Linked DNA regions of Mus musculus: region 1 is linked to region 2. A link is a contact called in public HiChIP or PLAC-seq data. All regions are on one chromosome and are shown on one strand. Each heading gives the region's core, a stretch centred on a gene start, on an enhancer-like site or on the middle of the called end of the contact. The rest is flanking DNA. Distances are from core to core; before and after follow the strand shown.

Region 1 (4,976 bases), core at 699-3,198, 220 kb before region 2:
AAGTCTAATCTGTCCACTGTGAAGATGCTCAGGCCCTGAAGGTAAACGGAACCATTCCTGTTTTTCCTTGAACCCCGGGGTCAAGCAGGCCTAAGGGAACAAGTTTGGCACTGTCGTTTAACATTATCTTCGACATGTACTGTATTTCCAAGGAGCCTGCACAGGGACCCGTAGGCATGCGTGCATGGCCCGGAGCTGCAGGGTGGTAGCATGTCACATGTCTGGTAACAGAAGGGAATAACCATCCCAGTACAAACTTGACATATATAAATTGATTACATAAGTGGGGAGTGGTGGTCCTTTCAAGTGTTCTCCTTTTGTTTGAGCTTTTACAGTAAAATTACCAGCAGCAGTTTACAATTAAGAGGAATAATAATAACAGAATATGCTTTCATCTACACACACAATTACAATGAACTGCATGCCTTAATAGGATTGTGAAAAATCTGCGTTTGACCCATACAAAAAAGTAAACACTCTCGCTCTGGGTACTGTGTCATTATCACAACAAAGGGAAACTCCCGAAATCTGATGATGTAGACATCTGGAGAATGTTAATCACTTCAAAATGACGGATGTTTTTTATTTCAGCTTTTGACAGACGCGCTCCTTCCATAGATAGACGATTATTTACATAAATTACATCACCAACGTGAAAAAAATCAGAGTTAACTTCAAAGGGCGAAATGCTTAATTAAAAAGAGACGTGCGAGTTATTTCTCTCTCTTCTCTGAGATTTTCCTTTAAGGGAGAAAAGCGATGGCTTCTCTGGTATACACAATGAACAAGGTATATTCCACTTCCCTGTAAATATACAATGAACAAAGTTTTTAAAATAACATTGTCAATTTGCAAAACACATGAAACTCAAGAAGAAGGAAGACCAAAGTGTGGATACTTTGATCCGTATTAGAAAGGGGAACCAAATACCCATGGAATGAGTTACAGAGACAAAGTGTGCAGAAGAGACTGAAGGAGTGACCATCCAGAGACTGCCCCACCTGGGGAGCCATCCCATAAACCCAGACACCATTGCGGATGCCAACAAGAGCTTGCTGACAGGAGCCTGATGTAGCTGTCTCCTGAGAGGCTCTGCTAGTGCCTGATAAATACAGAAGTGGATGTTCACAGCCATTCATGGGAGTGAGCACAGGGTCCGCAATGAAAGAGCTAGAGAAAAGACCCAAGGAACTAAAGGGGTTTGCAGCCCCATAGGAGGAATGACAATATGATCTAACCAGTACTCCCTGGGACTAAACCACCAATCAAAGAAAACTCATGGTGGGACTCATGTCTCTAGCTGCATATGTAGCAGAGGATGGCCTAGTTGGTCATCAATGGGAGGAGCAGCCCTTGGTCCTGTGAAGGTTCTATACCCCAGTATAGGGAGTGCCAGGGTCAGGAAGCAGGAGTGGGTGAATTGGGGAGCAGGGGGAGGGGGAGGGGATTTTCAGAGGGGAAACTAGGAGAGGGGATAACTTTTGAAATGTAAATTAAAAAGTATCTAATAAAAAGTGGCCTTAAAAATAAATAAAAATAAAGGAAAATAATGTCTTGTAGGAGACATTCACCTTTAAGAATAATGACTCTATTTTTTAGTGCTCTGAAAGCCATCAAGGACTGTAAGTCTACTTCTAATTTCTCAAGTTCCTTCTTTGTTAAAATGGCAATTTGGAGTTCACTCTGCCACTCTAACCGAGAGACCAGACAGATTCAAGCCCACAAGTGTCTCACCTCAGGCACTCTTCCCTTCAGATGCCTGAATCAGATGTTAGGTAAGAGGTGGACTTTCAAAGCAACTCAGGAAAACCCTGCACGTTTAGGAAACCTCAAGCAAGAGCAGCCTGAAGAGAAAGGTTGGAAAACTGTTCTTGCAGGGACAGCCCCAGGCTGCCCTGCTGGTCCCTCAGGGCAGCCCCTGACTGGCGGCGTGCTCCCGGAAGCTGGTTGGAGGAGCTGGTGCAATTTGGCTGATCCACTACAATTTCCTCTTACACTCGGAGCTGATCTGCAGGCTGACCCTGGACAATTTGTCTTCTTTCAGGGAGAAATGTCACCCGAAAGGAAGCGATTAAGTCAAGAAGGGAATTCTCTCAGAACCGTCCACTGTATAAACAGAACTTGACCTCAGGTAATTTATTGCTGGTCCCTAACAAAGAGACTTAAGATATAGGCCTGATGGAGTAGAGATCCAAATCTGTCAGGAAAAAGGGCAAGAGAGCAAAACCTCACAAGGTTTCTCTGGAACGTTCCTATTTAGAGTCTAAGTCTAATTAATGGCTGCAGGCATGAAAAGTGGTATCTGTCTGCTGAGGACGAAAAGCTCATTTTATAATAATAAATGTTGCATGGTTAAGCCATTAATTGTCTTATTCTTCTAATAGAGCCAGATTAATCGTTCTGGTCTCACAAGTAACCATGACAATTTATTTCAGCCTCAGCAATGGGCTTGATTGTGCACTAAGGACCAGGTATGGTCCAGGGCGATGAGAACTGTATTATCTGTTGACCGGTGTAGAAGATGAGAACCAGAGACATTAGCTAAAAGGTCTGAGTCACACTGTTAGAGGTTTATCAAAACCAAGTGATGATGTGACAGTGTCAACAAGAGTCCCGATCTGAGATCTGACAGTGTCCCAGGGATCATTCTTGCTGGGTAGTGGAAAGCCTTCACCGTAACGTATCCTTATAACTCAGCTGTTTCTTGCTTCCTTTCCAAGAACTAACTGCCCTGGGAGATCCTTTCCTACCCCTACCTAAGCCTCCGTAGGCCCCCTCCCCCTCTCTTCAGGTACCTCCTTCCTTTTCAGTTTCTATTCAGTTTGCGGGGCAGCCCACCAGGGTCCACAGCAGAGACCACCCACATCCTACAGTGGAAACAGACTGAAATCCCTGTCAGTTACACCAGCACAAGGTTCAGGGTTGGATTTTAACTCTGAAACATTTTTTCTGAAACTCCCCTCCCCCGGAGGAGCGCTCAGCATCGCATCTGCATTTGAATGGCTCCTAGTAACTAGCTAATCACAAAGCAACACCCTTGAGCAACACCACAGGCTCTGAAAGCAAATAACGATGCAGGATCAAGAAGGAGAAAAATCACCCATTTGTCCAATCTGTACAGTGGGACTAATACCACATCTAGAATCTTCTAGACAGACTGCCTAGCCTCCTTCAAGTGGGCTAGGAGCTCCGAGATCCTCCTAGGAAACTCGTAAAGAAGGAGTTGGGTTGTGTAATGATGTTTGCCTAAATTGAAAGCGACAAGCCGCATTTAGCGGAGGAATCAGGAGGCAACTGAGAGCAGGAAGCCTTTACATTCATTACTGCAGCTGGTTTAGCTTTGAATGATGCGGAAGGAGCCGAGTGAGCGGGCAGAGGATGTCCTGAAAAGACTCAGCAGCCATCCAATTAGGCAGGAACCGTCCTGCAGTTACCAAAGGCTCGCTCTGGTCTGTATTACACAAAATAAAGCCCCTCGATTGGGTTTGACTTCAGCTGATTGAAGTCATAAGGCATCATGTTCCCCCACTAAATAACCCTGGCACAGGTTAAATTACTACTGGCACAGGTTAAAAATAGGATTCTGCCCAGTTCTTAACAGGAAGATAAGTCCCAGAGCAAACCTGTAGTAAATGCTTTTTAAAAACAAATGTGATCGTGATGGCTTTTACTTCAAGAGAATTTTCTTCCAATGCTTGGCTCTTCTCTCTTGCCCACCACTGACTTTGTTTCCTTTCAGAAATTTTAAGACACTTCATTTGAAATATAAAACATAGAGAAAAAGACAAAATGTCCTATAACAGACTGAGATCTTCTATAATCAAGGTGAAGAGGATACTAGAATCTTTAAAAGTACAATTGGCATTCCCTCTTAAGCCAAATATGAGCATGTAGCTGGGGCCTTGTCCCATGGTCCCTGCCTCAGCCAGCCTCAGCCCCAAGAACTTCCGTCCTACCTGAGTTTCCACCTGTAGTGCACGGTGCGTGCTCCTGGACGCTGCACACTGAAGTTGTTGAAATTGCCCAGTAATTTCTCTCCCTGACCTTTGGCTGCATATATCCTGTCATCTTTGCATCTTTTCCCATTTGCTTGTTTGCAGCATTCATTCATAACAACCATGGATACGTGCAGATATAGAGCTCTTTGCCCTTTATGTAAAGAACATAGACCTCCCCTGGGACTCGGCCTTAATGACTTCTAGACTCACCCCAGTTTGGAGAAAGGAAATCATATTTGCTTGTTAAACATTTTATACATGTGTTTTTCTAGAGAAGTCTGGAGTCAAGCTGCTATATCCTGTTGAACAGTAATGTTCAACCTTTCGGTATGATGCCAAACTCTTTTCTAAACGGGTTGTGACAACTCATGCTCTCATTAGCCAAGAGTTCCTAGTTTCCTTCATCCCAGCTGTGATGTTATCTTCTCTTCAACGGGAATGAATTTAGAACCACCCAAGAGAAGCACCTCTAAACATGTCTGTGTGGGAGTTTCCAGGGAGGTTTTACTAAGAGAAAGCTACTCTGAATGTGGGTGGCACCTCCTAGATCTGGGGTCCTGGGACAAATAAAAAGCAGGAAGTAAGCTGAATACCAGAAATTCCGCCTCCGAGTTTTGTGACTGACTTCAGACATCACGTGATCAATGGCCTTTCTCCTGTACAGTCAGTCATTCTTCTCCAGTTACAAGGACTCTATCCCTCAAACTGTGAACCAAGACAATCTCTTCCTTCCTTCCTTCCTTCCTTCCTTCCTTCCTTCCTTCCTTCCTTCCTTCCTTCCTTCCTTTCTTCCCTCTAGTACTTCTGTCAGGCATTTTATAACAGCAGCAATAACAAAAAAAATACATTCCCCAACACTCGATGTAATCTCATTAATTATTCTGTCTGTAATCGTTATAAAATTATGCCTCACTGAAGTTTTAATTTGAGATTCCCTGATTATAATGATCCTGAGCATATTTCTCCATTTCTGTAACT
Region 2 (5,596 bases), core at 2,644-5,143:
AAGGAGAGCCTGGCTCTCCTACCTTGGATCTCCAGAGTTTATCTTCATCAAGACCTGAAGGCTTCCCACAGAGTCAAGGAGAGCAGCATTGTTCTGCACACCAGGGTACCTAAAGTGTGTGTGTGTGTGTGTGTGTGTGTGTGTGTGTGTGTGTCCTTGAAAGAAAGTCACTCACACACACCCCACCCCCAGGTTCTCAGCCTCAACTAGCAGAAAATCGCAGCAGATCGGGTGTTCAGGCATCCACCTTCTTGGCGACCTTCTCTTTTGAGAATAGTCTCACCTCTTTTTTCCCCCAGAGACTGGATCCAGTTTAAGTCCCAAAGTTAGCAAGTTTCACACTCTGTGCCACAGAGTGCAGAAGCAGACTCCTAGCCTCCGGCTTTTAGCAACAAAACAAAACAAAACAAAACCTCTGGACGCTCTCTTTTCTCCACTTTCCAGACTCCGATGAGCACACGAAGTGGGCAACAATCCAAGGTGTCTCGCTTGCAGTTTCAGGGTGATCAAAACTGAGCGTTGACATCAGGGACATTGACAGTTCCTTCTTGGGAGCGGAGGTCACACATTACCCTAGTGCAGCAGATAATCCTTGGGTTACATTACTGCACAGAATCCTTGGGTCGACTGTGCAGAGGCGCGGTACTAGGAAGTGAATCTCTCCGGTCTTGGGTTGGAGAAAGTGCTGCCCAGCCAAGCTAGACTTTGGTCAGGACACTGTAGCTACTTCGCTTAGGCTTCTTCCCAGGTTCCAGCCCTGTCTAGACTAGGATTTTGTGAGTCCTTGCCAGCCCTCTGGAGGATCGCAACTCCAGAGAGGGCAACATTAGAAGCTGAGAACCAGTGTATGACCTGCCTTTTGCTCAAGTTCCGGGATAAGTCCCTTCAAAAGTGTAGTTAGCACATGGAGCTCAGACGCGCAGAGTTCAATAGTTAAATTGGCGGGGACTTTCACTACTTCAAGTAATAATTTTCTAATTCGGATCTATTGCTTTTAAATATCGAACTCCAGAGAACTCTGTCAATGCAGCCTTTTTCTGCCCCATTGATGCTTGATGTTCATAAACGGCTCCTGCCTTGCGAGCCGGGTATGAAAATACCAGTTTTATGCCTTTGATAGGAATCGCCAAGGAGGAGAAGACGGGTTATTAGAAGACCGCAGATTTCTCAGCAGCTCGCCGTCCAATTAGGGAGCTCTTCGCCAAGGTGGAAGCTCTGAGTGTCAGGTAGATTCTCTTTCTCGGGTCCTAGACGAAGGCCTGGCTCGACGGGCTCCAGACCCTTTCCTGCACCCCACCCCAAGGTTTTAGCAGGGCACACTTAGTGCCTCCGAACTTGCAAGCGAGCCGCACAGCCCCGGAACAGACATAGTTTTCTTTCCTACCCCATTCAATCCTTTGAGAGAGCCAGGAAATCCAGGGTGTTGGCCGACCTCCTAGTGGGCCTTCCTCTCTGGTTTTCATTTGATGAACAGTGGCTTCTAGAAATTTCAGTCCAATAGGAAGGCACCAACAAGGCACGGCCGATTTATTTTCCCACCTACAGACAAGCAAGATAATATATATATACATTTTTACTGTGTTTCGTTCAAAATTGATCTCAATTGGCGTGCGGGGGCTAAAACTCTCATTCTGATTTTTTTTTTTTTTTTTAAGAAAAGTGCTTTGTAAATTTTACCTCAAACACTTAAATGTGGAAAGAACAGAAGGCGAACTTTTTCTCTGTCTGATCCGAGGAGCAGTGAGTTCTAGTTTGCCTGCGGGCATGGAGAAGCTAAACATTTTTTAAGCAAGTGGTATATGCAGGGTCAGAAGGTCATTAGGCCCAAGACCCCACAACTCAGCCTTGACTTTCCTAGTAAAAACTTTCACTTTCTGCTCCGCCCATCTCCAGCCCAAACCCTAAGCCAAAGCCTCGGTCGGTCGCCAGGACAGGGAACGCACTTACCACGGGGTAGCCCCTGGAGCGCGCTGGACACAGGCAATTATGCTGCTGGTGAGTTCGCAGTCCCGCCGGGCGCCGGGAGCAGGGCGGACGCCAGACCAGCCCTTTAGACTCCAGTCTGACGTCCTCCTTCTCTAAGCCCGGAAGCCTCTAAAAAAGAATCATTTCCTCCACTTATGCAGAGATAGGAGCTCTCAGATCAAGATTAGTATGTTGAAAACCTGATTGAGAGCAGCCTGATTAGGCGAGGGTGGGTGGAAAGGCGGCGTACACGACGGCGCCCCCTCCCTATGTCCCCCAAAAGCTCTAGCGCGCTGGGCTCTCCAGATGACCGGCACAGACCATTCTCGCTAGCAGGCAAAGGGAACTTCAGAGTTACGTTGCAATACTTAGCACAAAAGACTGTAAGTAATTCTCCAAGCTAGACTCTAGTTTTAGTTCCTCATCCAGGGAGTCGGTCCAACGCCCGACCTGCTGGAGCCAGCATTCCGCACCAGTCTCTCTCTCTCTCTCTCTCTCTCTCTCTCTCTCTCTCTCTCTCTCTCTCTCTCTCTCTCATCTCTGATCAGAATCGTATGGAAAATACTTTATTATGTGGATTCCCTCACCCACTCCTGATTTTCGCTTTTGACGAAAATCAGCAGCAGAAGCCACAGAAGCAGCAGCAGCAACAACAACCACTATTTAGCTTTTCGGGCAGTCGGTCCAAACCTCCACCGTTCTATGCTTTACCAGAATACAGTCGATTCTTAAATCTCAGGTCCCTCATACTCCACGCTAAATTTAATGGAGATCTCCTGATGGGCATCGGCCAGAGGGTGCTAATATGAAAGTGTATGTAATGGCTGAAAAGGAGAGCCGAGATGGCGTATGTTCAAACGTCCTCTGTGTTTAAGGAGGAAAGGGGCAATCAAAGAAAACCTTTAATCCCTGCCCACCCCAATGCTCATTTTGTCCAGAGAAAGTGTGGTCAGCATTAGTTGCTGCTGGCCCCTCCACTACCCCTGATGGCTGGTCTGGGTTCTTCTTCTCCCGCTAAAATAAGACAAGGGAGTAAGATTGCTCTTCCTTGTGTTTCACTACATATATTTCTGTCTAACTAAGGTAACAAAAGCATGGTTTTGTTATAAGGCTTGAGAAACTGACTCCAGGATGTTCTTATATCACTTAAATTCCAAACGTTTCTCTTTTGCTTATCTAAAGGGACAAATAAATAAAAGTAATTAAAAAATAACTTCTTACAAAATTTTTCTTCTATAAACAAAGTGAGACCTCATAAACAAACAAACAAAAAACCTCACACTTTCCAATTCAGATAAAAATTATCTCTACCCTACTCACATTCAAACGTTCACACTTAAGCACGGGAATGTGGAGTGCGCAGCAGTCTATCTATGGCATACCGTTTGTCTAGAATTAAAGAAAATAAAAAAATCGTAACATACTTTCGTTTTTCTTGTATCCTTGATTTCAAATCTAGTCGCGAATCAAATCTAGTCCTTCGTTTGTCCCTTCATTATCTTAACGGGAAAACCTTTCGAAAATGTAGAGAGAACCATTGGTGCGCATTTAGGGAGACCTAAGACTTGGGAATCCAGAAGACCTCCGCTTTCCCTCCGTGAGCCGCTGAAAGAGCTGTAACCCGAATCTTTGTTTAGGTTTTGGCTGGGGAGCGAGAATTTAAAGACAACTCAGAGGCAGAAAGCTTATTCTTAAAAAGAAAAAAAAAAGGCAAGTTAACGGACATCCGCAATTCCCCCCCACCTTTAACACTGAACTCAGAGTAAGTTGTCTGGTGCAGATAAAGATCTTAACATGTAGAGAAGGCGGGTTTTTCATAAGGAGGTGAGGCTGTCCCTTCAGGAAAAGACTTTTCCCCCACACCCCCTCCTCTCTGCGAGGTTCCACCCTCTGGAAAACACAACTTTCCCTCTTTTCCTGGAGGGACAGGCCTTAGTGTGGCTGAGAGAGGAAGAACAGTGGGTCAGAGAGTGGTTACGGTCACTGTGGCCTTTTTGGAACAAGACACACTGGTGGCATCGCTGTTCTGCCTGTTAGCTTTCCTTGGCCTTTGGGGGCGGAGGAGGGGACACTGCGGACACCCACAGCCTCTGACCCTCTGGAGCTGGTATGTGACGAGCAGCGCCTGCGGGGCCATGTATTGGAAGAGCGATCAGATGTTTGTGTGTAAGCTGGAGGGAAAGGAAGTGCCGGAGCTGGCGGTTCCCCGCGAGAAGGTAAGCGAGCCTACACCGGGCGGGATCTGTTGAATAGGAGTTTCCTTGAGAGAAGAGAGTTGTCCGGCCCCTAAACCAGGCTGGGAAACTACCTGTCACTGCCTCGTCTCCAGACCTGACAATTTTTTTTATTACGTAGTAGCGTTAGGTAGTAATCACTCCGTCCCCTCCCCACGGGCTCACTTAACCTAAGGCATGGACACTCTAATTTGGGAGACGAAACCTGGAGCCTAAGACGCTCACGGGGCAACGTGAGTCCTGCTTGTATTCTACGTGACGGGCTGTTCGCGGCAGTCTGGGGCAGGGGCCGGGGGTCTAGGTGTTTGTCTCAGGGCACCAGATACCAATGGCTGCGCTCTGCTGAACGCTGGCTCTTGCCACGGATAAGGTGAATGTGGGGCTTGAGACCCGGCGGCGACAGACCTGGGGACTTGAGTCTTCCAGGGCCCGCCCGCTCTTAGAAAGGGACAAAAGAACGATTTCGTTGGAAATACCAAAAGGGCAAATTTCGCAGTACGAGGCGAGCCTAACGGGGAGACCTGGCAAGCTGTCACCTACTCCGGAGGCAAGACCCGTGGGTGCTCGCATTTTATGGTGGAACTCGGTTCCTAAACTGTTGGAGAGCAGGGCCGGGGTGGGGGTATCGGCTGGACATGGGCAGAGTAGTGCTGGCTTCGTGTTTGTCTGACGGTTGCGGGTAGCGTTTCTGTCTGGATGCTTTCTGTCCACGAAGACGCGCCCGGGAGCAGCTGCGCCGGGGCTACCCAGGCGTGCGGCCGCTGGCTCACCTGGAGCTTTCGGAAGACAGAGGAAAAGGAGACAAAGGGACGCAAAAGCGAGGGGTGTGGGCTGCTGGAATCCGCGGACCCACTCGCCCTAAACTAGACTTCTCAGAGAGATTGCATTCGTTTATAGAACAAAACTGAAAGTGCAGCCAGGGATTGGGGACACTTGAGCGACGCGTCCGCGTGCTCTAAAATATTCTGACCCGCATTGGGTGAGTTTTTTTTTTTTTTTAATGGAACAAATTAAATTCAGCTGGATATTTCCATTATTCGGCCCGCTTTTGCACTGGTTAAAACTAATCCTTTAGTAGCTAAAATGTTGACTTACTGAGCACTAAGTGGCAATTCACACCTTAAAGAAACCAGTGTAAATCGCTTACGGTTCTAATTGCTTCAAGTTTACCAAAGAGCTGCTGGCTCCGTTTAATCTGAAGCATTTTCATTCAAATTGTCGGAACAAACACCAGGCTTCTTAAATCCCACTGTAATTAGCTTTCAAGTATCCGATTAAACCTCTTCACCTTTTGGGCTATCCTATTCAAAAAGCCCCCCCTTTAAAAAATATATGTGTGTCTTGCTCTTTTAATTGAGGTTATTAAAGAAATCAAGTTTCTCTCCCCACCCCCTCCT

Evidence for each region. HiChIP or PLAC-seq counts read pairs in DNA pulled down with a chosen protein or histone mark.
Region 1: a contact with region 2 is called in an H3K4me3 HiChIP or PLAC-seq map of craniofacial prominence, with 9 times the contacts expected there. The contact joins the enhancer-like site here to the promoter of Lhx8 in region 2. A contact is called at or near these places in 21 of 39 promoter capture datasets (the 3T3-L1 cell line, 3T3-L1-derived adipocytes, the C10 cell line and 12 more), 23 of 484 Hi-C or Micro-C datasets (bone marrow-derived macrophages, cerebral cortex, cortical neurons and 11 more), 18 of 115 datasets of contacts at active chromatin or transcription factors (the SCID.adh cell line, bone marrow-derived macrophages, craniofacial prominence and 10 more) and 4 of 9 other capture datasets (adipose tissue, embryonic stem cells, liver and 1 more).

What each region holds. Positions count from the first base shown.
Region 1 is chr3:154,546,058-154,551,033 of GRCm38.p6, reverse strand. No RefSeq gene overlaps it. Among named protein-coding and RNA genes, the nearest start is that of Gm40186, 19 kb to the left of the region's middle. Within about 2 kb of position 1,948, at least 24 of the 459 cell types and tissues checked have an H3K27ac peak or open chromatin away from gene starts, as enhancers often do. A contact at or near this core is called in craniofacial prominence, embryonic basal ganglia, embryonic stem cells and 3 more, where this site is marked.
Region 2 is chr3:154,328,857-154,334,452 of GRCm38.p6, reverse strand. It overlaps Lhx8 (LIM homeobox protein 8), which reads left to right and starts at 3,893. Exons shown (of 9, transcript NM_010713.2): 1 at 3,893-4,181. The coding sequence starts at 4,101. It overlaps AI606473 (expressed sequence AI606473), which reads right to left and starts at 3,632. Exons shown (of 3, transcript NR_040387.1): 1 at 3,390-3,632; 2 at 1,948-2,094; 3 at 1-1,539.